Regions from separate parts of the Mus musculus genome. Here all the other regions are linked to region 5. Evidence: chromatin contacts called from public Hi-C and promoter capture Hi-C data. All regions are on one chromosome and are shown on one strand. Each heading gives the region's core, a stretch centred on a gene start, on an enhancer-like site or on the middle of the called end of the contact. The rest is flanking DNA. Distances are from core to core; before and after follow the strand shown. Region 1 holds the start of Wdr41 (WD repeat domain 41). Region 2 holds the start of Ankrd34b (ankyrin repeat domain 34B). Region 3 holds the start of Dhfr (dihydrofolate reductase). Region 4 holds the start of Zcchc9 (zinc finger, CCHC domain containing 9). Region 5 holds the start of Jmy (junction-mediating and regulatory protein).

Region 1 (5,286 bases), core at 911-3,410, 1.5 Mb before region 5:
CTTGGTCCTCTCCTATTGTCTGCAAAGCAGCTTTCTTGTAATGAAAAAAAAAAAAACCCACAAAACACAAAACATAAGCATAAAATGATTTTAACTGCACAGTATCCATGCAAGAACAAAAGCTTTTAGAAGCCACAAGATATTATGTTCTAATGCTAATACATACCAGTTCTACATGGAAGTATTTCTCTTATCAAAACCTTTGGTGTTTTCAAACCACAATAAACTTGTAAAGAGTAAACTTTATTTTGTTGAGTCTCAATAAACCCGACTTTAAAACTACTGGGCCAATCAACTCAACTGTTGTTTCTCAATCAAAGTTTGTTAGGACCAAGGAGCTAGCTCAGCAGGTAAAGGCACTTGTCACTAAGTCTGATGACCTGAGCTCCGTCCCGGGGACCCTCATGATGGAAGGAAAGGAACTGACCCCTACAAGCTATCATGTACATTCTCTCTCACACACATTCACATACTCTCTCACACATACACGCATACTTACACACATGCAAACACAATGCTTTCAGACAGACATATGCAAACACAGATGCATACACTCAAACATTCAACATGTGCACTCCCACACAGAAACACACGCATAAACACACATAAACACACACACACACACGCTTTGTTAGAAACAAAGCTGCAGACTAAATGAATCAAATACAGACAAACGCAGCCCACTGCAAGCACTCAGATGTCTGCTTTAATGATTAAATGTAGTAGTGAAAGCAGACTCATGTGTCCTCTGGGCGACAAGACTGGGGGACAGGTCCTGCATGCAGAGTCCTCCAGAAGGCAGCACAGCAGCCTGTGCTAACGACACACACCTCGTAACTTAACTCTACAGGGGAAGTCTCAATTGGCCCCCTTTCTGGAGGCAAATTCAGTACAATTTCACCATAAGAAGCTTTGTTCTTAACCAAGGTTTCTTAAGTCTGACAAGCGAGTTTGGACTACGTTAAGTTTCTGTTCCTGAGACCTCTCCTGGGTGTTAGGATAGACAGCAGCATCCTTCTTCTATACACAGTGCCCCCATCACACCTACCCATGGCCAACAGTAGACACTGTACTATCCTCTGGGGACAAGATTACCCCAGGACTGAGAATCACTTAGACTGGAAGGCTGACTGTAATTCATAAGTAATGTTCTCTCATTCATTAGGAAAAATCACCAGCTCTTATAGTGTACATATTCAAGGCAGTTACACAATTGAAGTACTTTTGTGTGGAAAAGAAAACGTAAGATCCAGCATGCTATCCCATGGTGATGGTTTTGCATTTATCTGGTCTCTTTTCTAGCTGTCACTCAATTATGTGAGAGTTTTACCAGGTATGACAGAACTGAATAAAATAGTGTATTCACTAAATAAGCAAATAGTCAAATATATGTTATGTGTCCATTCAATAATCCACAATTCTTCCATAACCCTAAGGACTTCAAATTATATAAAATAAGTGATTTAAAAAAATCACGTGTCAATGTCAAAGCTATGAGGAAGTTAAAACTGCCAAGTTTGCAATAATCCAAACTGTAAAATGCTTCCTATAAGGAAGGAAGTGTAACACAAATTGTTGTGTGGCACATGAAGTAAATTTCAGATGTCAACATTTTTAAGGTGACAAAATTATTTTTTCAATGTGACGATGAGACCATACATGTACTAAATAAACAGAAATCATTTTCTCACTTAGCTTCTCGGAAAGCAACTAGTTAAATTTACGTTCCTTAAGCAAATTCGAGTCCCGGCTGAGAAGACTTATCGGTTCAAATAAATCAAGAGTGGCAGTCACTCCTGCTGGTTTGTAGTTAAGTCCCAGTTTCTTAGCAGAGGCCAGGTGGCCCTGAGCAGCCGCTTCCGGCGCTCGCCGCAGGCCCCGCCCCGGCCCCGCCCCCGGGCCCCCGCGCATTACCTCGGCTAGGCCCTGCGGCTCGCGGCCTCCTCCGATCAGCCAGCGCAGCATCGGGCCGGGGCGTCCGCGGCCCACGGAGCGAGGGCCGCCGCGGCGCAGGTGCTGGGGCTGCGGCCGAGTGAGCCTGGGGCGAGGCAGCGGGAAAACAGAAGTCTCGTTGGGGCGCCCGCACTGAAGGCCGCGACGGCGGAGGCGGAGGTTCCGCGTCCCCAGTGAGCACGCGCGTGGGCGCCGCGCGGTTGGCGCAAGAGCTCAGGTCGCTCGGGCGCCCCCTAGTGGGCGTGCGCTGCGGCCATGTCGCCGCAGGACCAGCGCTTGTCTAAATCCTGTGTAGCTACGGCGCCCCTTAAACACACTAGCAAGTCTCCTGGTTTCCCAACAGCCAGATGGAGAGGGTGTGCCTGCAGTAGACTTCTGCTCCTGGACGAATCTAGTGGCGTTCTTGTACACCAAGCAGCCAACATTGTGTGCCACAGAATAAGGACTGTACCAAACCCTAACGCCTCCCTTTTTACAGACCAAGAAACTGACCCGCTTAAAGATTAAGTAATGTGTCTAAAGATAAAAGCCAGCAGGTGGCCATGATGGAATTAAGACTTGCTCGGTAAACTTCAAAACCGGTTCTTACACATTGCCTGGACTGTCTTCCAAAGCAGGAAGTATAAAGCGAAGGAATCCGTTCCCTGGCTGTGCTGCTGAAACATGGAGCGACATTTCTAGCTCCAAACATTCTATGTCAGCCTCTAAATTTTCTTAATAGTTACACGACTGGTTATACAACCTGGCTTCGTATCAAAAATTACCTGGACACTTTTGAAAATGTAGACTAGGAAAAGCAATCTCTAGTTGGCACATAGAAATCAAAGTTTGAGGGGACTAATATCCAATATATATATAAAAAACCCAAGAAGGTAGACTCCAGAAAATCAAATAACCCCATTAAAAATGGGGCTCAAAGCTAAACAAAGAATTCTCATCTGAGGAATACCGAATGGCTGAGAAGCACCTGAAAAAAATGTTCAACATCCTTAATCATCAGGGAAATGCAAATCAAAACAACCCTGAGATTCCACCTCTCAACAGTCAGAATGGCTAAGATCAGGTGACAGCAGATGCTGGTGAGGATGTGGAGAAAGAGGAACACTCCTCCATTGTTGGTGGGATTGCAAGCTTGTACAACCACTCTGGAAATCAGTCTGGCAGTTCCTCAGAAAATTGGACATGGTACTATCGGAGGATCCCACAGTACCTCTCCTGGCCATATATCCAGAAGATGTTCCAACTAGTAAGAAAGATACATGCTCCACTATGTTCATAGCAGCCTTATTTATAATAGCCAGAAGCTGGAAAGAACCCAGATGCCCCTCAACAGAGGAATGGATACAAAAAATGTGGTACATTTACACAATGGAGTACTACTCAGCTATTAAAAAGAATGAATTTATGAAATTCCTAGGCAAATGGATGGATCTGGAGGGCATTATCCTGAGTGAAGTAACTCAATCACAAAAGAACTCAAATGATATGTACTCACTGATAAGTGGATCTTAGCCTAGAAACTTAGAATACCCAAGATATAAGTTACAATTTGCAAAACACATGAAACTCAAGAACAATGAAGACCAAAGTGTGGACACTTTGCCCCTTCTTAGAATTGGGAACAAAATACCCATGGAAGGAGTTACAGAGACACAGTTTGGAGCTGAGACGAAAGGATGGACCATCTAGAGACTGCCATATCCAGGGATCCATCCCAAAATCAGCCTCCAAACGCTGACACCATTTCATACACTAGCAAGATTTTGCTGAAAGGACCCAGATAGAGCTGTCTCTTGTGTGACTATGCCAGGGCCTAGCAAACACAGAAGTGGATGCTCAGGGTCAGCTATTGGATGGAGCACAGGGCCCCCAATGGAGGAGCTAGAGAAAGTAACCAAGGAGCTAAAGGGATCTGCAACCCTATAGGTTGATCAACAATATGAACTACCCAGTACCCCCCAGAGCTCCTGTCTCTAGCTGCATATGTAGCAGAAGATGGCCTAGTCGGCCATCAGTGGAAAGAGAGGCCCATTGGTCGTGCAAACTTTATCTGTCTCAGTACAGGGGAAGGCCAGGGCCAAGAAGTGGGAGTGGGTGGGTGGGGGAGTGGATGGGGGAGCATGTGGGGGACTTTTGGGATAGCATTGGAAATGTAAATGAAATAAATACCTAATTAAAAAAAAAAAGAAATCAAAGTTTGGAGTGCGTTCATTGGAGTAGCAAGACCTGAGAATTACTGTTCTAACATTGTAAATTACAAATGTATTTGTAAAAGTTCTCACGTGTGCTTGTATATGTATTTATTAGGCTCAAAGGAGGCTACCTGCAGGGATGTCCCATCCAGTGAATCAATATATAGGATATGGACATACCAAGTAAGATGCAATAAAGAATCACAAAAAGTACTGCCTTCTAGGGACAAAGCAGAAAAGGCTCAGGCAAAAATGAGACTGGGCTACGTGTTCTACTCAGGAGATACTTGATGTGTGTGCGTTCAAGTTGCCAGGACTCTGGGAGCTGATGTGACCATTCATATTCATTCTGAGTGCACTGTGCAAGAGAACACTCCCAAACTCTGTTGCTTTCTGCATCTCTGTGACCCAAAGAAACAACCTAAGGGGAGGGAAAGCCTGTTGAGCTCATGGTTTCAAAGGTGTCAGTCCATCACGGTGGGGAGGGAGGGCACAGTAGAGCACAGCAGCTTCAGCAAAGCAGGCCAGGAAGCAGCACCCAGCTGCTGCCTCTCTCCTGTTCCCCATCATCCAGCACAGGTCCCGGCCCACGGATGGTGATATACCCAGAGGGAAGGCAGATTTCGCTCCGCAGTTATTTCTCTCTAGAAACATTCTCAAAGATGTGCCTAGAAGAATACCTGTCTCTCTTATGTCGTTGTAAATCCAGTCAAGATGACAATTAGGATTGGCAATCATATACTATGTGCATCAAGGGAAGGTTGTATACCCAACAACCCAGTGCAATGAAAAGGACAGAAGAAAGTGAGCATAGCCCCCGGGGGGAAAAGAAGTCTTGCATTCAGTAAAAGGAAGTCCCAAACATCAGCGTTTCAGTTCTAGGAATACCTTCAAACGAGGCAGCATGGTTGTCTACACAGCTGAAGTATCCTGATGTTGCAGTTTCTCCAAGGGCCTGTCCACTTCCACATGAGTCAAATCTCAGGACATTCTGCCTGCCCTCGAGAACATTGAAGAGGATGAATGCTCCCTCCTTCATGGGGAAGGAACTCTATAAAAGATTTGCTCCGTGATGTCTGGGAAGTCAGAGGAGTAGGACTCACCAGGAACTCACCCCTCTACCTAGGGAACAATTATGACA
Region 2 (4,717 bases), core at 1,978-4,477, 1.1 Mb after region 5:
AAAATCCATGGGCAGATCATCTGGACTTCCCGATGCTGCCCCCACCCTATGTAATTGACAACCAGTTTCTTGGGCAAAACCCCAAAGACTGGCCATATGAACAAATTGCTCAGAAAGATCAGAGATACTAGAAGCATCAGATAGTGTGGACAGAGGGGGAGTTTGCAGGCTGGAGCTGGGATTCCCAGCTCTCTATTCTGCCACCAGGAAACTAGAAAACAGTCAAAGTATGGCACCTTAGACTCAGGGGCCCTTGGGGGAAAAATATCTGTTGACAAATGGAGCAAACCATACCTACACTCACCCTTCCAGACACCCACTCTGAATGGAAATAGAAAGTTACCTGAAAACATCATCCCTAATTTCATACTTGGGTTTAGTCTCTTCTCTCTTTGGATGAGGTTTCTGTCAGCCAGCTGTCAGCTCCTACCAAAAGAAATCAGAGCTATTCAGAGGCACATAAACACGGACGATTTGTTGCCTGCATCTCTCCCATTTGAAGTTGAGTGTTTTAATTCCTTGTTTAGAAATCCCTACAGTGTTCGGTTTATCACATTTCACCGACTCTGAGTTTGTAAATGAGTCTGGAATGGATCCCACGCACAGCAACCTAGTCTGTTTGCAGGCAGGCCCACCCCTCGGTGCTCATCTGCTTCAATCCATATTTTGTACAGAGAGTAGGAAAGGTGATTGGACTCTCCCAAGGTCATTCCTTCTTTCTGCCTGTCTGGAGTACGGTATCTCCCTGCCTGTTAGATGATGGACATCCCACGGCAGGGCCCAGTTGGGGTACCTGATTAGTGTGGTACCCAGCATGGTCGTGCTATATGTCTGACATGCTTGGAAAGCCATCTTGGAGCTGATTCCTCCTATTGCCTTTGTCCTCCCACCGTCCCCAGCTTTCTATTCATTAGGACAGGAGAGAGATTTTCCTTTGTGTTCTCTCTTATAAAACAGTTGTCTGGCTGTGGAGCCATAAAGTGGGTATATGACTCTAAAGCTCAGAACAGTCCTTTCTCTTATCCTAGTTCCTGCCCTGGTGTGAAATGAGTTGGGGAACCTGGGCTCTTCCAGAGTTACCAGGTTTGGGAGTGTATTGTTCCTAAGTGGGGGTGGGGTGGGAGGGGAGGCAATAGCTACATTACTGTAGATGATTGTGAGTTTAAAAATCGGGAGGCATTTACTGCTTAGGAATTCATTAAGTACTAGGTTCCAAATATGCATCACCCAATACAGGTCCTGCTTATGTGAGTCCCCTGGACTGGTGGGACCTAACAGGGAGATGTCAGGTTTTACACACCAATGGCATCTCCATCTTTTCTTAGTCCCAGAATCATGTAAGCCTTTAAAAAGGATTTCTTACTCCTGTTTGTTTCCTGGTTGCTTCCAAGCCCTGCATCTGCTCACACAGGGGTGCCTCCACCATCATCCCCAAGTTGTTTGAAAATTAATTTCCTTGCAGAGGTGAAGGGCAGAGTTGCTGCCACAGTCCAGAGGAATAGGGAGCCCACGGGTCCCACGGAAGACTACAACCCTGAGCAGGAGCCAACCAGAACTTGAGGCTTGCAGCTTTCTCTTCCCAGTCAGCTCTTCAAAATCACTGTCCTGATGGGCAAGCAGTCCAAAGCCAGACAGCAACTGGAATGAGGCCAGCCAGAGGTCATAAGCAAAATGTGTCTGTTCCCAGCAAGCAGAGAGTCGGAGCCAAATAAAAGATGCACTGACTGCCCAGGAAAAGTCAGCTTTCTTGGGTCTCCAGTCTTCTAAGAAATATTCAGGAACTGCCCACGGGAAGGAGTTAGTTTATAAGGTGTGCTGTTTCCCTCACATAGCTACAAAGCTAGGCTGGCTCCCATGAGCTCCTCCTGGGGCTAGGTTATGGGTGCCTAGATCCCATCTTCTCTTCAGAAGATTCCCTCCCTCAGCAGAGACAGAGACGGGGGAGGGGATGAGGATGGGGGTAGAAATTGCAAACCTGCTCCTCCAAAGTGTCTGGGAAGCGGCGAGGTACCAAGGTGGCTGGATTTCCAGACTGTTGAGTGTGCAGGCGGCGTGTCTCCAAGGTCCGTGCCTGGTTTCCTCAGATTTTCCCCAGTTCAGGAGAGAGCAAGTCCAAGGTGCTGTCGGAGAAGGGCAAAGGAAGGTGACTGGGGCGACAGCGCTGGGGCGCGGATGGGGGCGGGGTGCTCATTTCGTCGCCTCCACTCCAAGCCAGGGCAGGCAGCTGCCCAAGAAAAAGGCTTGTGCCGGGAGGCCCTGGGCAGTGGTCCCCGCGTAGCCTAGCACTCGGCCCTCGCTGGGGAGATGGCGTGCCAGAGAGCAGGCAGCACTGGTCCTCCGCCCGGGCTGGCGCCGTTCCTCAGCCCGCTCTCCGCTGAAGGGGTCTGGATGCCCGGTGCCAAGGATGTGCGCACCCGGGAGCCGCAGGGACCGGACTGCCTACCCGGCGACCCCGGTTCCTGCAGCCCGAGGTTGCAATCGGCTCCGCGGCCCCAGCCCGCGCTCCGTACCTCCGCTGCCCAGCGGCCACGGGCACCTGCGGCCACGCGCTCCTGCCGGACCCCGCGACCCGCGCGCTCCACTGGCCGAGTGCGCGCCGCTCCCGCCACGGGGCTCCCACCCCGCAGCCCTGGGCCCCGGGCCGCTCCTCCCGCGTCGCGAGGCCCGAAGGCGGCGGAATCCGCAGACCCGCGGGGTCCGAGCGCGAGCCGCCAACCGGAGCTGGGGACTTGCGGGAACCCGGAGGCGCGCGGCGGGGCGCGGGCGAGCCGGAGTCTCCCGGGAGGCCCCTGAAGCCCGCTGGCCCTCGGTGGCCCGTAGTGGTCCGCGGTAGCAGGGTCTCCGTCCCCACACTGGCAGCTGCGGTGTCAAATGTGCGGCAGGTGCCTGTTCGCGGGGCGCACCGCGGCCACACGGCCTCGCGACCCTCGGTGCCTCAGTCTCGCAGCTGTCACCGCATCCCAAAGTTTCCCCAAGTGCAGCGGGCGGACTGACCTGGGACGCGCTGTCGGCTCGGCAGTGGTCCTTCACCTTCCTGATCGGCTCCTGCTCGGACGCTCCGTCCGAGCTGGGTGACTGTCGACGATTCGGCGGCGACTGCGATCTCAGTCCCCTGTCCGTGTCACCGGGCCCCCGCCCCTGCCCTGCAGACACAGGCGGGCCACGAAGCGCTGGAGCGGGAGCGGCGAGGCGCGCACCTCGCCAGACGCGGGGCTGGCGCTTCCGCTGGGAGTGACGCGCCCGCGCTCCGCCGCGCTGCAGGTGGGGGCGGCGGGCCAGTCCGGGCCCCGGGGCCAGAAGATGCTCTCCGAGGCTCCGCCTCCGCTCCTAAGCCCCGCCCCGTCTCCACTCCAGGCCACTGAGCTTTGACAGCTGCGACTGGTGGGAGAGCGAATGGGCAGAGCCCAGGTAGCCCAAGAAAGATGACGCCCCTCCCCACTAGTCCCCGTGCCCTTGGTCCGGGTCTGCGTCCACGTTCCCTTCCATCCCATAGCCATCTCGTTGGTCTGAGATTCAGCCTTCACAGGTTCCTTCCCCCACTTCAGGTAAAGCCAGAGCCTCACTAAAGAACTGAACGTTTGTAGGAGCAACCGTTTTGTTTTTATTTTATGAATTTATAATTTCATTATACTCTAATTAAGGCTTAATGGAATAGCTAACAAAATTTCGCAAAATAAATTTGAGGTATTAAACTCCACAGAGACATGAAGAAAAAAGGAAATTATGTAAACGAGATAGTTTCAGCTTTTCATATGTATTGAAGGAGGTGAGAATTCAAGGCCAGCCTGGGCAACATACTTGCCTAAAATCAAGCTAGTCTGTAGTTTTTCCATCCCCAAAGGGGAAGATAATAGACCCTTTGGCAGACTTCCTCTGCTTAAATAAAATTCCTGTGAAATGGTTCCTTATAAACATTTGTCACATATTCTCAGGACATGTTGCACCAGAAGCAGGCTCTAAGAAGGTGGACTACCTGGGGTGGGTCACCCTTTGTTCACACACCTTTGGGGAGTCCCAGAAAGGAGAGAGCAAACTTTTATGAAGGCATGGGTCTTTTCTCCATCTCTTTTTAACAGTTTTATTAGTATATACACAGCATGCATATTAAAAGGTGTGGACCACAAGTCTAATGATTTGTGTACAAACTGAAGCCAACAACAGAACGTATTACCAGCAACCCCAAAGGTCCCCTTATGTCTGCACCCTGGGAGGACTGGTGGCTCTGCCAGCACAGAACGGTTTTGTTGCTTGTGTGTTTTCTAACATCATTGGGAATATGTCTCGCTGCCTGGGTCCCCCCCCCCCACACACACACACCCTCGTTGTTACACTTCAGACAATATGTTATGTATGACTGTGCTTTTCTCCTTCTTTTCGTTCATTGTGTCTGTGTGTCTCAATTTGTTTTGCTTCTGGGAGACATTTAGGGCTATTCTCAGGCTTGGGAAAGTCCACAGACACTGCTATGAACACAGCAGGTGACATCTCCTGCCCACCTATCTGTAGACACAGTTTTGTGGGGTACACCTGAGAGTGGAACTGTGACTCATGACATCAACATGTGTTCAGCCTCTGTGGATGTTACCAAACCTCAAAGTTTATCCAGTTTTCACCACTACTTTATAAGTTCTTTATTGATTGCTCTCACAAACGAATCTCATTGATAATTGACAATCACCACATTTAACACAGTGCAAATTTATTTACTTGATTATAG
Region 3 (4,901 bases), core at 2,395-4,894, 1.1 Mb after region 5:
GAGGACCCAAGTTTGATCCCCAGCACCTGGTTCAAAAACGATGACTGGCTTGGTGTTATGCACCCATAATTCTCTCTGTGGATCAGCAGAGACAGGATTCCTGGATCTTACTTACTGGTCAGTTAACCCAGACTAATAGGTGAATACAGACCCCAGCGAGAGACCCCATCTCAACAAAACAAGGTGGACAGACCCTCAGGAAGGACACAGAAGAGCAACATTCAGGTTTGTTTGCATGGATACATGCATGCGTACCTGCCTACATACTCGTGCACGCACACACACACGCACACACACACACAGGTGTTCATTCTGCCTTATCCTGTTATGTACTGATTTGTGCCCTGGGAAACAGATCACTTTTCTTGTAATGAGCTCATGTTATAACACTTACTTGAGTTCTCTACTGAGAACTATATTAATTCTGTCCTTTAAAGGTCGATTCTTCTCAGGAATGGAGAACCAGGTTTTCCTACCCATAATCACCAGATTCTGTTTACCTATAATACCAAGCAGAAAAGATTATCAGAAAATACACATATATTGTCAGTGACATACATAGGCAAGACGATTGTCATAGTGACATCTAGTGGGCATCCTTTAGAAAAATTAAGACAAACAGCTTTACCTAAAATTCAGATTTAGTTCTCATTAACTAAATATAGTTCAATTTTTCAGTTTGGCTCATGCAGTTCATATCTTTTACTTAGGTTTTAATCCATTGCAACCATGCATAATTTCAGTCCACAGGGCTCAGGTTGACTGGATTTTGTAATTCACTTGATATCCTTACATGCTTTATTAGTGTCTAAAGTGGAGAACAGGTTCTAATCCTGGAATTCTTGAGATTGAATGTGTTCACCATCTTAAACTACTTGTCTCTGATTCATCTATCCCAGAGAAATAATACCTATCTCTATGTATATTTAAGATCATCTCTACCTATCTATATTCAGAGGTCAGGGACCTTTGCAGAAGACAGGGGCAGAAAACATGTAAGAGTTGGTAGAAGGGGAAGAGAGCTGTGAAAGGCTGACTTTCGGCCACGACAGGGCTCACATATGTATGCATCAGTTCTCATCTGGCTCCTGCACAAGATCAAGCCAGGCAAAATTCAAGTATGGAGGAGGGTTCCTGAGGCCCCTCCAGTAGGTATTGGTGTTGATGGCTGCTGGGAGATGGAGAGCCCATCTTCTGGTCTGGACTGATTGTAGATTGCTCACATCCTAGTCAATGGCCACACACAGGGTTATTAATAACAAGTAGAACATGACTTAGGGAAGGAGAAGGGGACTCAGGGGGAGTGAGAAGGTAAATGGATACAACCAACATAAACTGGGTAAAAATATAAAGCTTTTATATTTTTGTGTAACCCATATGCACAGGCCAGGCAGTGTGACTGGGTGTCTTTATCTATCTTCTTGAGACAAGTTTTCTCACTGAACCTGGAGCCCACAAATTGGCTACAGAGCAAGCCCCAGAGATCTTTCTGTCTGTGCCTCCCTAATGCTGGTATTACAAATGTGCCACTGTGTCCAGCTTTTTATTCGGGTAGTAGGATTTGAACTCAGAGTAGACTGTGTTAAGATGGCATCTGCAGCTCTTCTTTGGCACTGCCTACAAGGTGGCTGCCATCTGTTTTGCTGCATCATGGCTGTTCGCCGGCCTCTGGTGAAGCCCAAGATCATCAAAAAGAGGACCAAGAAGTTCATCAGACACCAGTCAGACTGATACGTGAAAATTAAGGGAAACTGGAAACCCAGAGGCACTGACAGCGGGGTACAGAGAAGATTCAAGGGCCAGATCCTGATGACCAACATTGGTTACAGGAACAACAAGAAAGCCAAGCACATGCTGCCTAGCGGCTCTAGAACTTTCTGGTCCACAATGGCAAGGAGCTGGAGGTGCAGCTGATGTGTAACAAATCTTGCTGTGCTGAGATTGCTCACAGTGTGCCCTCTAAGAACTGAGGAGTCATCGTAGAAAGAGCAGCACAGCTGGCCATCAGACTCATTAATCCCAACGCCAGGCTACTCAGTAGAGAACATGAATAGGTGGCTTGTGTGCATGTTTTGTGCCACGCCCCCAAGATGGCATTTGTCAACCTGTCTACACAGTGACCTACTATGTTCTCTACTAATGTTCAACATCTACACTGCTGACTTCTTTTTCCCATCAGCTCTGCCCTCCTCTCCTACAATGATAAGCAATAAGCAAACATGTCTGTTAGGAAGAATTACAGCGAATGTCCTTACAATCACAAGTAATGGGAAACTGCCTTATAATTATTGCACACCACTCCCCATTCTTTTAAAGTCAGTCACCCAGACTGCCTCACTGAAGACCACAGCCTTCATCCCACCGTGTCTTCCTAAAGCCAACAGATTTAAATTATTTTTAGCCTCTTCTCCCCTGCATTTTTCTCCATTTACTCAAGTCTTCTGTCTTTCAGTAACAATTCTAAATACCGGCTCAGGTCTCTATTCAAAGTGCTAAATTTTGCTGCCGATTCTGCCCAGTTATATTCGAGCTATATGCACTTGCTAACAAAATTTCAAACATAGAGTATTCTAAGAGGATGTTTAATAAAATCTGGGAATCGCACAAAAATTTCTAGCAAGAAACAGAGATCCCAGATTCCCAGGGGAGACTTTCTACTCATACCTCTACCATGTAAATCTTGCTTCAAGCAAACATAATTCTCATGACTTAATTACTCTACATTACCTTCCACTGAAGAGGTTGTGGTCATTCTTTGGAAGTACTTGAACTCGTTCCTGAAAGTTAGAGAAACAGTTAACCCGTCATGTATGCTCAGGCTCCATTCAGCGACGAAAGGTGCAAGTCCGGTGTGGGTGTGGGGGGTGGTGTTGCTGCCCGCTCAAGGACAGGACTTTGCTCCCGGCCAGGGAGCCTGTGAGCAAAGGCTGGCACAGCAGGGGGATCACCGCGGGAACCGGTAGCTTGGTCTCTGGCTGAGGCCGGTAGGCCTACCGCTCACGCCCGTCCCGCGCGTCCAAGCCAAGTGCATGACCCTACTCAGTGAACCGCCTCAGTTTCCCGAGCCCAGCCCGGCCAATACCTGAGCGGAGGCCAGGGTAGGTCTCCGTTCTTGCCAATCCCCATATTTTGGGACACGGCGACGATGCAGTTCAATGGTCGAACCATGATGGCAGCGGGGATAAAATCCTACCAGCCTTCACGCTAGGATTGCCGTCAAGTTTGGCGCGAAATCGCAGCCCTGAGCTGTGTACCACTTGCGCAGCTTAGGCCCCGCCCCCACCAAGGCCCGCCGCGCATCCTATTTGTGCAGCTAAGGCTCCGCCCCTACCAAGGCCCGCCGCGCATCCTATTTGTGCAGCTAAGGCCCCGCCCCCACCAAGGCCCGCCGCGCATTCTATTTGTGTAGCTAAGGCTCCGCCCCCAAGGCCGGTCCCGCACAGGTTGAGGCGTGCGCGCGCGCAGGCGCGAGAAAGTGCGGCCGCGCGCTCGCGCTCCTAGCAGGCCGGCTCTTCTGCACACTGCAATGCCCCGCGGGAAATCCGCGTCGGGAGGCTCTACTGCCGCCGGCCCAGGCCCGGGGAGGCAAACGGTTCTAAGCCGGTTCTTCAGGTCTGCGGGAAGCCTAAGATCCAGCGCGTCCTCCACGGAGCCAGCAGAGAAGGTAAAGTACGGCTCCGCGGCGCCCCTAGCGTCCACCTAGGCGAAGGCCGTCCCGGGCGGGTTCTGTCTGGGACGGGGCGGAGCTAGAGGGCGGGGTGGGGCCGGACCGCTAGGGGCGGGGTCAGGGTGGGGCGGGTGCGTAGCCGTCGTGGCCGGAAGCGGAGGCCTTATGGAGAGCTTATTAATGGTGGGTAGGGCTAAGGGGCGGGGCCAGGGAAGGCTTAAGGTGGCGGCTTCTTCTGGTCCTTGTTTTAGTTGACTTTTTTACCCGACCAGCGGTAATAGATTTGAGGTCTTGGTGCTTCCAGTCGGTAGCCGGAACCCGAGCCAGAAACTTCTATCGTGGTGAATGGCGAGGACTGGCCGGCCGGCCCAGGATGCGTTTTTTAACCTCTGTTCTTCATTCTTTCCTTTACATTTTCCCTACTGTATTGATGGTTGAAGAGGAGCTTTATTTACATATGCTTGCTTGGCTGACTAGAAGAAAGCTGTCATTAAGGCTAGTTTCTCAGAATTCAAAACCATGTGCTCTGTCTTTCTGATCCCCGTGCCAGAATATCGTTTTACTGTACAGATTTCCAGTGTAAGCATTTAGATGGATGAAGTTTCTGTACATGCTTATAGTTGGCTACTTCCTGTTGCTTGCAGCCCATCAGATAGTTCAAAGCAAAGCAAAGAGAAACAAAACCAAAACCCCATCGTGATACTGCCACAAACACAGGCCCAAGGATGTTTCCCACACTAGCTGGCAATGTGTCACACTTGTTCAGGGTGAGTTAAGGCCTCGGTCATTTCCCAGACTGAAGATGTAGAAGGTGATTGTAACGGGCATCTCCTGTATTTTACTGCAGTTGCAAATCAGTTTAAGAATCTTAACCCATTTCATTTATATTTCTTTCCAATACTGACTAATGCTCTACTCTCTCTTTTTAAGGCTTTTTTTTTATTTCTGTACATTCACTAAGATTCATTTTGCACTCACCACTGAGAGGATATTAGGCAAAAGTTTTAAGTTTTTCATAGATTATCTGCCAACAGATAGTCTCAGGACATCTTTTAATAGTGAATGGAAGCTTTGAAACAGGAAATACATTGGTCGTTTATTACTCCTCTTCCTTCTATAATTTTGCATTTTGAAAATAGATTTTTTAAAATTGATCTTGTAGAAGTATTTTATTTAACATATGAGTAGGAAAGTAGAGAATTCCACATAATTTTAGTAGAATGTGAGGTAATGA
Region 4 (4,695 bases), core at 1,870-4,369, 1.7 Mb after region 5:
CTCACCTTCGGCTGCCTGGCAACAGCTCGAGTTTGTAAATGTGCTCTTCAGGTGAGGATGAGAATCTAGCTGCTCTCGTGCATTGCCTCTGAGTGAATACCTCGGTACAAGCTTGAACAGATGACTAGGTGGTATCTACCAAAATGTGAATGCATAGTTTTCTCTGTGGTTTTGGATCAAATGTTGGGAGAGGTGGTCGTTGTGAACTGAGCAAGTGCTCCACAACTGAGATACACTTTGAACCCTTGGTATTTTCAGACAATAGAACAGGACTGGGGAGATGGCTCAATGGCCAAACCACTTGCCATGCTAGCTGAATTTCAATCCCCAGAACATAAAGATTTAAACAGAGACTGAGCATCTCACGATCCATTTACAACATTTTTTCCAAACTGCCGAAATCACCTTCAGCATTTACTTAGCTCCTTGAGCATAGATGCAATGTTACTTAAAGACCTTGCCTGATGATTATATGATGATTAATCGTGGTTTTTTTTTTTTTTTAAAGAATTGAAAGATGGCGAGGAGACTAATAAAGCACACTTGGAATTGTATCTCTGAGGGCATGAATATGAATATAAAAAATGAAGCATGTCTCTTGATAATGAAACCCTTAGCTCCTCACTTAACATCTTTCTTACATTTTGTCATGAAATGATATATTTATATCAATAAGTAAAAGAGACATAGAATAAAAGTATAATCTCTTGAATTATAAGCAATATACACCCTAAGTCTTACATTGGCATGGATAACTCAATAAAGCATATTTTAAGTGATTACAAGCAGACAATGCTCTGCAGTATTTCAAAACAGAAGAGTACATAAATACAGACTGAGTTCTTGGTTCAAAGTTTCATTTTGTTTCTTACTGCCTGTGTGACCTTGAGTGACTTTAGCTCTCTGGGCTTATTTCCTCGTTGTTCAATGGAAAAAGCAATAGCTACCTCCCAGGATAGTGGGTAGATGTACTCAGTAAATAGTAGCTACTACTAGTAGGAATACTAACGCTTCCTCATGAATCCTGAGGACTTAGTATATGATTTGTTTACTCAACTACTAATCATCAAAACAGAAGTGTTCCCTCACTTCCAAAAATCAGATCTTCAAGGAAATTTAGCATTAAAAGGACACCATTTTTGTTGAATGCGCCATCTAGTGGTATATATTATATTCAAGGCTAGGCATCAACAGAAAATAAAATTTCACACTTAGTTAAAATGTTAGTATTGGAGACAGCTGGCTGAGGTCACTAAGCTATAAGAGGCATTATCACACACCTTTCTTTTTGTTTTGTTTTGTTTTGTTTTTAGAGGCAGGGTTTCTCTGTATAACTCTGCTTGTCCTGGAACTCGATTTGTAGACCAGGCTGGCCTCAATCTCAGAGATCTGCCTGCCTCTGCTTTGGGAGTGCTGGGATTAAAGGCGTCCACCACCACACCCGGCCCATCACCCTTTTTTTTTTGGGGGGGGGGGGTTCGAGACTGGGTTTCTCTGTATAGCCCTGGCTGTCCTGGAACTCACTTTGTAGACCAGACTGGCCTCGAACTCAGAAATCCACCTGCCTCCCAAGTGCTGGGATTAAAGGCGTGCGCCACCACGCCCGGCTCCCATCACCCATCTTTTAAGCAGTTCATTTCCCAACAGCTAGAGGATTGTTTGTTTTTGTTTTGTTTTGTATTTTTAAACTTTCTGGGATATTTGTGGCATTTACTATACCAAATCACAATATTTTTCTGACACTGATTTTCCATTTAAGGAAAACTGGGCCCATTTTAACTCTTTATCCAGCTAACGGATGTAGTAAGGAATGGGGATCAATTATGTGAGAGGCAATCAGGATACAGTAAAACTTATTATACAATCCTCTGTGAAAAGAATCAAAAAGCATGGCCTGGGAGAGGATGTTTCAGAGGCTTAGATAAGAATAAAATCTTGGAAGACTTGAAACAGAACATAATTAAAGAAACCAGAGTATTATGTAAGCAGAACAGCGTATGTAAATCCTGGTGCTAAACAAAAAGAAGATGGGAGAAGGCCCCTTCGTACAGAGCTTAAATAGGACAGAGATTGTAACAAATGCTCTTCCAGAGTTTGAATATCATCTCAACATTGAGAAAAGATGGAAGGGGTTTAGTCTGGAAGACACCAATTGGATCTGGCGCTCTGACTTATATTTTCAAAAGTTCACTTGTGTAAAACATCTGGGCAAAAACGTCTGCCCAGATGAGCTGCAAAAATTCGGGCCAACACAGTGAAAGCTGAGACAAGGAACGAACGGGACAGTCAGTAGAGACAAAAGGCGAGAAGAGGCAGTGGATCAAATATTTAAGAGGCAAAATAAACAGAGCCTGATGGAGGACTAAATGTGTACGTCCATGCCGTTTCTCACTGAACAAACCTGGGGGAGGCTTCCCGAGCGAGGGAGGGCGGGGGAGCACTAATAGGACGGAGGACTAGAATTTTATTGAAAAATGAACTCCGGCCACCAACTGTGAATTAACGCCAGGCAGGGCAATCATGAAGTACCACTCAGAAGCAATAGGTGCTCCGAAGGTCTCTTCAGACTTGCATCTCAGCGACTCTCTTGGTGCGCTGACACTGCGGAGCCTCGGCTCTCTCTCTCTCTCTTTCTCTCTCTCTCTCTCTCTTTCTCTCTCTCTCTCTCTCTCTCTCTCTCTCTCTCTCTCTCTCTCTCTCTCTCTCTCTCTCTCTCCCTCTCTCTCTCTCCCTCTCTCTCTCCCCCCCCTCTCTCTGTCTGTCTCTGTCTGTCTCTGTCTCTGTCTATCTCTCTCTCTCTCTCTCTCTCTCTCTCTCTCTCTCTCTCACTATTTCGCTACTATTTCAAATTCATTGAAATATATTGTCCAATTCAAAGGACCGTGTAAGGAAGACCTTCCTCCCAAGAGTCCTTCCGTCATCTAGACTGCACATTCTGGGACCGCACAGACTGGGCGCTCATTATCTTTGTGTCCGGGGACTCCAGTGCAGCGCCCTTACAAACAAACACTACACGACCCACAAACTGGCACAAGCCAGCCACCTTCCCCAGTTTAAGACCCACAAACACCTCACGCTTCCCTTGCTTGGCCTGCCGGAAGTGACGCGTGGAGACGGTGCACTTCCGGTCTCTATGGCCGCGATCTCATCCGGGGCCGGGCTTCTCTGGTTCGTTGTCTCAGCTGCTCTGGAGGATTCAGACCCGGTAAGGAGCTACGCGGGTACCACCGGTTAAGGCGTGGGCGCCTCTGTGCTACCTTGGCCGACTGGGGCCGGACTCCTGCGGGAGATCGCGAGGGCAGAGCCCGGGAGCTAGCTTGTCGGATCGCCGGCTCCGTTGCTGGGAGCGGGCCCCGCAGGCCTGCTAGGGTGCCCGCGGGTCGCAGTGCTGGGGCGGGCATGGAGAAGCGATGCCGCGCGTGCGGGGGCACCAGGGCTGTCCGGCTGTCCCGTGTCACCCTCCAGACACCCAGAGTCTCACATTCCGGGTGTGCGGGAGGAGGATCCGCCCTCTTGGTGACGGGGGACCGGTGCACTGTAAAGTGGCATACAGCGTCACTCACCGGCCCTGAAAGCATGTTGCAGACTCCTGGTGCCAAGGCTTTAAGTTGCCTGGCACACTGGATGCTGCCCTGAAAGTGGCAACTCGGTAGTTGAAATAATCCTTTGATTGTGTCTGGTGTATTCATTCATTAAAGAAGAAAAAGAAACTGTTCTCAGAATTGCTAGGTAGTATGCAAAGTAAAATACTCAATTTTATGTTGGAGCCAAATAATTCGTCTTAAAATACACTCCTTTTAAAACTGCTTACATCTGCATTCTAAATGAAAATCTCTAATTATGCATTTATTAAAGGTAAACAAACAAGATTTCTTAATGTGAAGTTTATTTTACAATTTGGATCACTAAAATGGGTTCATTGAAAATGACTTAAAGCCGGGCGTGGTGACGCATGCCTTTAATCCCAGCACTCTGGGAGGCAGAGGCAGACGGATTTCTGAGTTCGAGGCCAGCCTGGTCTACAAAGTGAGTTCCAGGACAGCCAGGGCTACGCAGAGAAACCCAGTCTCGAAAAACCGAAAAAAAAAAAAAAAAAGAAAATGACTTAAAACCATTAGACTGCAAATGGCAGTCACCCTCATTAAATAAGAGAAGACTGCCATGTGACTACAGACACTTTATAGACTGCCTTTATACATCTACAGGGGAAAGACAGACGAAAGGACAAGACTTGTGTATGTTTACTAATGTGCTTTGCAAGTAGTTGCATTGAAATGGCAAACTAAGCAAGCAGATTGGGAGAAGGCAGACTGGTTTAAAGGTAGGAAAAGAAATGGCCAGGACGACGGCAGGGTTTAAGAGGACCATTTACAGTATTTACATATGATTTCTAACTTAAAAATCATTTGCTGGCAAAATATTTTCTAGTTTTAACTAAGCATATGTTGTTTTCTTCAACTGAAGTAGAACCTCTCTGTTCAATGCCAAAATACTGTAGAAAAATGTCTACACAGCATACCATGTGTCTGTACCCCTACCTAAATGAAGAGTTTTAATGGTTTAAAGTTTAAAATGTGAGTATATTTGATAAGTAATGACTTCTGTATATCTTCAATTTATAATTAATTAATTGCTACTTGCTCTTATCTTACAGATTAGTGGAGTACCTCTGATCCAACCATGACCAGGTGGGCT
Region 5 (4,853 bases), core at 1,359-3,858:
TCATTCACTTTCCTCCCCTTGAGGCTGATTGTAAGTGTCCAGGGTTCCTGTTCCCTCACATACAAAGCTAAAGTTACTCATTCCCTTCATACCTACCTTGCATGGCATTGTGGGGATACATTGTATAGGGAATGGTAGGCTTCTTGAACATCACAGACGACTAGAGTTTCTGTTAAAAGGCCCAAAGTGTTAAAATAGTTCCCAGATTACCAAACAATCCTCGATAGTTTCTAAGCCTTTTCAAAGTTGCCATGGTGTGTTCGTGCTTTTCTTGTCGCTTTACCTCTTCCCAGGGAGTAACTTACACACCCAACAATCAGATATGGACCTAAATAGAGAATGCTAGAGCACTACAGTAACATGTCATGGGAATTTGGCTTGTTTCTTTTCATTTGTCGGCTAACAATGACTAAGATAGGGGAAACTTGAAACAGCGAGACTTCCCATTTGAAAAAGCACAGTGGCAAGTATGTTAGGGGAAAATACTTAACACCTGTGTAAACATGAACCCGTTTCCCCTCCGTGGTTTGTGATAAGTCACAATTTTATAGCAGTAGATAGGTATGACAGTTAATCCATGTACATCAAATGTTGCTCTGTTTTGTGTGAGGTAGACTAACCTTGTGGCTCAGGCTGACTACAGGAGGCAATCCTACCCCAGACTCCCAGATGGTAGAATTGAGGTATAGCTACCAAGCCTGGCATTGATTTCTTTTAGGCATATTTAGCCTGCATTCTGCAGATTTATAAATGTATTGAATAAAGAGAGCTGGTGATTTCAAACTCTATCACAAAAAAAAAACAAAAAAACAAAAAAACAAAAAAACTAAGCAGTTATCTTTTTATCAAAAGGACAATTTTTCTGTAACGTTACTTGCTGAAGACTCCAATTTGCAGTGGGTTTCTTTCCTTTAGCATTTTATTTATTTTTGTGTTGCTGGAAATTGAACTCAGGATTTCATGAGTGCTTTGTAAGTACCCCAAGCACTGAGTAACACCCCAGACCCCTCTCCTCTCCTCCCCTCCCCCTCCTCTCCCTCTCCTTCCCTCCTCTCCCTTCCCCTCTTCCTCCTCTTCCCCTTCCCTCCCTCTTCCCTCTCCCTCTCCCTGTAGACCAGCTGGCTATGAACTCCCAGAGATCTGACTGTCTCTCCCTACTGAGTTGTGGAATAAAGGAGTGGGCCACCATACTTGGGTCTCTCCCAGCGTTTTCAAAGGTGCTTTTGATTTGCACGGAAGAGCTGACACATATGTACAAGCTTTGAAAATATGCAGCTCATTATAAGAATTCCAAAAGGTTGAAGTCATTTTTATCTTTTTCTGAATCTTGCTGTGTGTGTGTGTGTGTGTGTGTTTGGTCCAAGAGTAGGCATGGGTTTCAAAGCAGATGTTTAAAGTTTAAAATGTTCAGCAAGGCGGTGGTGGCACACGCCTTTAATCCCAGCACTTGGGAGGCAGAGACAGGCAGATATCTTAGTCCGAGGCCAGCCTGGTCTACAAAGTGAGTTCCAGGACAGCCAGGGCTACACAGAGAAACCCTGTCTCCAAAAAACCAAAACCAAAACAAAAAAAAAAGTTCAGCCAAGAGATAGGTCTAAAACTTTTGACTATCAATTTAGATGTCAGGCCAATACAAAACTGTGTGTAGCTGACAACGTGAGGGTGACTCAGATGATTTTCACACGTTTTAGAAATGTGGCTTAAAGTAAAAGAACTAATTCCTATTATACATTAGTGCCTGCTTGATGCCTTAGACACTGACAGGAAAGATGACGCCAATAATATAAAGTGGATTATAAACCTACTAGACAATATTAGGAATGTTTCAACACAATTTAGTATGAATAATTGGATTTTTCTGGCTGGTTTTTGAAACAAGGTCTTTTGTAGCCCCTGCTGGCCTTGAATTACCATATCTGGTTGCCTCTACTCACCAAGTGTTGGGATTATAGTTATGCACTGCCTTGCCAGGCTGATAAAAACTTTTTGTTTGTGCTTTCTGGGAACTCTGATAACTGAATACAATGTCAAAACTTTAGTGCAGTGACTGCCCAAAGAGATTCTCAGAACAGTACACAACGAGGAAAGCCGAAGCAATAAAAGAAGGATAAATTGAGACAAATGTTCACGCTCTTTAGGACGTGACTGAATTTTCCTACTGTTTTCGTATTCTCCTGAGTTGTTTTGCATACATGTCTAACTTAAATTGTGTCTGAAGGATGTCAGGGGAGAATGGAACCCTTTGGCTTAGCCTTGTAAAGCAAGGCAGAGTTCCCGGACTGTTTAGGACGCGTCTGAACACAGTTGGCGATCCAGATTCACTTAGGGTGAAGGAGGGCTACATCAAGGTCCTTGAACAAAGTCTCAGAGTCCCTCTGCCTTTGCTCCTCTTGCCGGGGGTTCAAAGCAACCTGTGCGGCCGGGCACACCAGTCTCTCATCTTGCAGAAAAGCGTCATCCCGCAGCCACAGACTCCGGGCCGGGAAAAAGGGGGCAGGGCTGGGGCCAGGAACGCGGCGGCGCGCAGGCGCGGCTGGAGGGACGCGGAGGGGGGCGGGGCGCCGCCGGGCGGGCGGGACGCGCGCCGCCGCTCCCGTTGCCGCTGCTGCCGCCGCCGCGTCAGCAGCGTGCCGCACGTGCCCGTGTTTACGTCCCTCGTGGAGCCGCAGACGTCACAGCCGAATGGCAACATTGTGGCGACGCTGAGACTAGCGCTTTAGGAGTCTGCTTTCTGGTTCTGGTTCTGGCTGGCTGGGCGCTGTTGGCCGGGGGCAGAGGGGCGGCGGGGAGGTAGGCCCCGGCGGGCGAGCGGCGGACGCGCGCCTCAGCACGCAGCCCCGCGGCTCCGCGCAGGCCGGTCCGGCGGCCCAGGGCCCTGCGCTGCGGCAGCGAGCGGCTTGTAAACAGATCCGGCCGCACGTGACCATGTGAACTACCTGCTCCGGGCCGCGTATTGTCTCTTCTGAGAGCCGCACCACAAAGGAGCCGGTGGGTGAGCGGCCGGCGCGCTAAGATGGCTGCAGGCGCCCCGCAAGGGTGAGCTGGGGGCGCGGCCACCGCGGAGACTCGGCCGGGCGGGCGACCCCCCTCGCCGGGCACCGGAGCTACCATGTCGTTCGCGCTGGAGGAGACACTCGAGTCCGACTGGGTGGCGGTGCGGCCCCACGTATTCGACGAGCGCGAGAAGCACAAGTTTGTGTTCATTGTGGCCTGGAACGAGATCGAAGGCAAGTTTGCTATAACCTGTCACAACCGGACGGCCCAGAGACAGAGGAGCGGTTCCCGGGAACAGGCGGGGACGCCCGCGTCTGATGGGAGTCGCGGTCCGGGCAGCCCCGCGGCCAGGGGTCGGTCAGAGGCCGCTGCCTCTGCTACAGCAGCGCTCCGGAGTCCCGGGCCACGGAAAAGCCAGGCCTGGGCCGAGGGCGGCTCTCCGCGCAGCGCGCGCAGCCTGAAGGGGGATCCTCCTCGGGGTCCCGCGGGCAGAGGACCGGAGAGTCCTCTCCGTAGCCCCGCGCGGGCTAAGGCCAGCCCGCTCCGCAGAAGCGCCGAATCCCGAGATGCGACCGCCAGTGCCACGCCAGCCCCGCCGGCGCCCCCGGTGCCCCCGGTGTCGTCGGTGCGGGTGGTGAGTGCCTCCGGGGCGGTCTCCGAGGAGATCGAGGTCCTGGAAATGGTGAGGGAGGACGAGGCGCCACAGCCGCTCCCGGACTCGGAGCAGCCGCCGTCTGCCGCGGAGCTGGAGTCTCCGGCCGAAGAATGCAGCTGGGCCGGGCTTTTCTCCTTCCAGGATCTGCGAGCCGTGCATCAGCAGCTGTGCTCGGTAAACTCCCAGCTGGAGCCGTGTCTGCCGGTGTTCCCCGAAGAGCCGTCAGGCATGTGGACGGTGCTGTTTGGGGGCGCCCCCGAGATGACCGAGCAGGAGATCGACGCTCTATGTTACCAACTCCAGGTATACCTGGGCCACGGCCTGGACACGTGTGGCTGGAAGATCCTTTCTCAGGTTCTTTTCACCGAGACGGATGATCCGGAGGAGTATTACGAAAGCCTCAGCGAGCTGCGGCAGAAGGGCTATGAAGAGGTGCTTCAGCGGGCCAGGAGGCGCATCCAGGAGGTGAGTGCGGAGTCCGAGCAGCGGTCCTAGTTTTCACGTCTCACTGCCAAGTGTTGGAGCCTGGGTTTGGGGTCTGCGAAGTGTCTTCTTTTCTAGCCGCGGGAAAAGGAAGAACAGGAGGGCTCCTGATCGGCTTTCTTTACTTATCTCAGCGATGGATCTTTGGGAAGTTTTGAGTTTTTTTACCCCTCCAAAAAGTACCCAGTTTACTAAAAATACAGGTAGAGATAAAAGCATTTAGAAAAACAGGTATTCTGTAATCTTAAACTAAATGAATGTTACTCTCCCCCTAAAGTAGCTTGCCCAGACATTAGCTCTTCTTTCAGGGTGTCATGTTTATGTACTGAAAATTGTTGTCTTACCGATCAAAGTTGATCTGCTTTTGTTTGCCTTGTGTGCTCTGGCAACATAGGTAAGTATGAAATTTTACTTTTCAGCGTTTTGCGGTGCTCAAAGTGTACCACTGAACTACACCCAGCCCTAAATTTATTTTTTAAAAAGTGTGTTGACTTGACCAAATGAGAATTGACATAAGTAAGATTTTAGACTATGAAGTCTTTACAGATGGCTCAAGTTTCACTCCTGTTTTAGGGAGAAGGTAGGTCAAGGGCAGGAATGCTTTGAGCTTTTATATGTAGTGTGAACACTTTAACATACTTCTTGAGTCTTTAAATAACAGGAAATAAAGGCTATACGTAGTGAGCTCTTCAGTGTGTGTTTATAGTCATGCCTCTTCTGT

The links. Promoter capture Hi-C pulls out the DNA fragments that hold promoters and counts their contacts. A called contact is a pair of places that touch in the nucleus more often than the background predicts.
Region 1: a contact with region 5 is called in a promoter capture Hi-C map of liver, with 3 times the contacts expected there. The contact joins the promoter of Wdr41 here to the promoter of Jmy in region 5. A contact is called at or near these places in 1 of 39 promoter capture datasets (liver) and 1 of 484 Hi-C or Micro-C datasets (muscle stem cells).
Region 2: a contact with region 5 is called in a promoter capture Hi-C map of stem cell-derived epiblast-like cells, with 3 times the contacts expected there. The contact joins the promoter of Ankrd34b here to the promoter of Jmy in region 5. A contact is called at or near these places in 3 of 39 promoter capture datasets (the C10 cell line, pre-B cells and stem cell-derived epiblast-like cells).
Region 3: a Hi-C map of muscle stem cells shows a contact between it and region 5, with 7 times the contacts expected there. The contact joins the promoter of Dhfr here to the promoter of Jmy in region 5. A contact is called at or near these places in 5 of 39 promoter capture datasets (erythroid cells, hippocampal neurons, liver and 1 more), 2 of 484 Hi-C or Micro-C datasets (CD8 T cells and muscle stem cells), 4 of 115 datasets of contacts at active chromatin or transcription factors (the 230-238 cell line, embryonic stem cells, large pre-B cells and 1 more) and 1 of 9 other capture datasets (liver).
Region 4: a promoter capture Hi-C map of pre-B cells shows a contact between it and region 5, with 4 times the contacts expected there. The contact joins the promoter of Zcchc9 here to the promoter of Jmy in region 5. A contact is called at or near these places in 1 of 39 promoter capture datasets (pre-B cells), 2 of 115 datasets of contacts at active chromatin or transcription factors (the 230-238 cell line and differentiating embryonic stem cells) and 1 of 9 other capture datasets (liver).

What each region holds. Positions count from the first base shown.
Region 1 is chr13:94,973,218-94,978,503 of GRCm38.p6, reverse strand. Wdr41 (WD repeat domain 41) reads right to left here and starts at 2,160. Exons shown (of 14, transcript NM_172590.3): 1 at 1,915-2,160; 2 at 1-34. The coding sequence starts at 1,965.
Region 2 is chr13:92,424,479-92,429,195 of GRCm38.p6, reverse strand. Ankrd34b (ankyrin repeat domain 34B) reads right to left here and starts at 3,227. Exons shown (of 5, transcript NM_175455.4): 1 at 2,995-3,227; 2 at 1,976-2,120; 3 at 344-426.
Region 3 is chr13:92,353,526-92,358,426 of GRCm38.p6, reverse strand. Dhfr (dihydrofolate reductase) reads right to left here and starts at 3,644. Exons shown (of 6, transcript NM_010049.3): 1 at 3,083-3,644; 2 at 2,728-2,777; 3 at 395-500. The coding sequence starts at 3,168. Msh3 (mutS homolog 3) reads left to right here and starts at 3,424. Exons shown (of 24, transcript NM_010829.2): 1 at 3,424-3,664. The coding sequence starts at 3,527. It also overlaps the pseudogene Gm19308.
Region 4 is chr13:91,806,120-91,810,814 of GRCm38.p6, reverse strand. Zcchc9 (zinc finger, CCHC domain containing 9) reads left to right here and starts at 3,119. Exons shown (of 6, transcript NM_145453.2): 1 at 3,119-3,205; 2 at 4,655-4,695. The coding sequence starts at 4,681.
Region 5 is chr13:93,497,563-93,502,415 of GRCm38.p6, reverse strand. It overlaps Jmy (junction-mediating and regulatory protein), which reads left to right and starts at 2,608. Exons shown (of 11, transcript NM_021310.3): 1 at 2,608-4,114. The coding sequence starts at 3,110.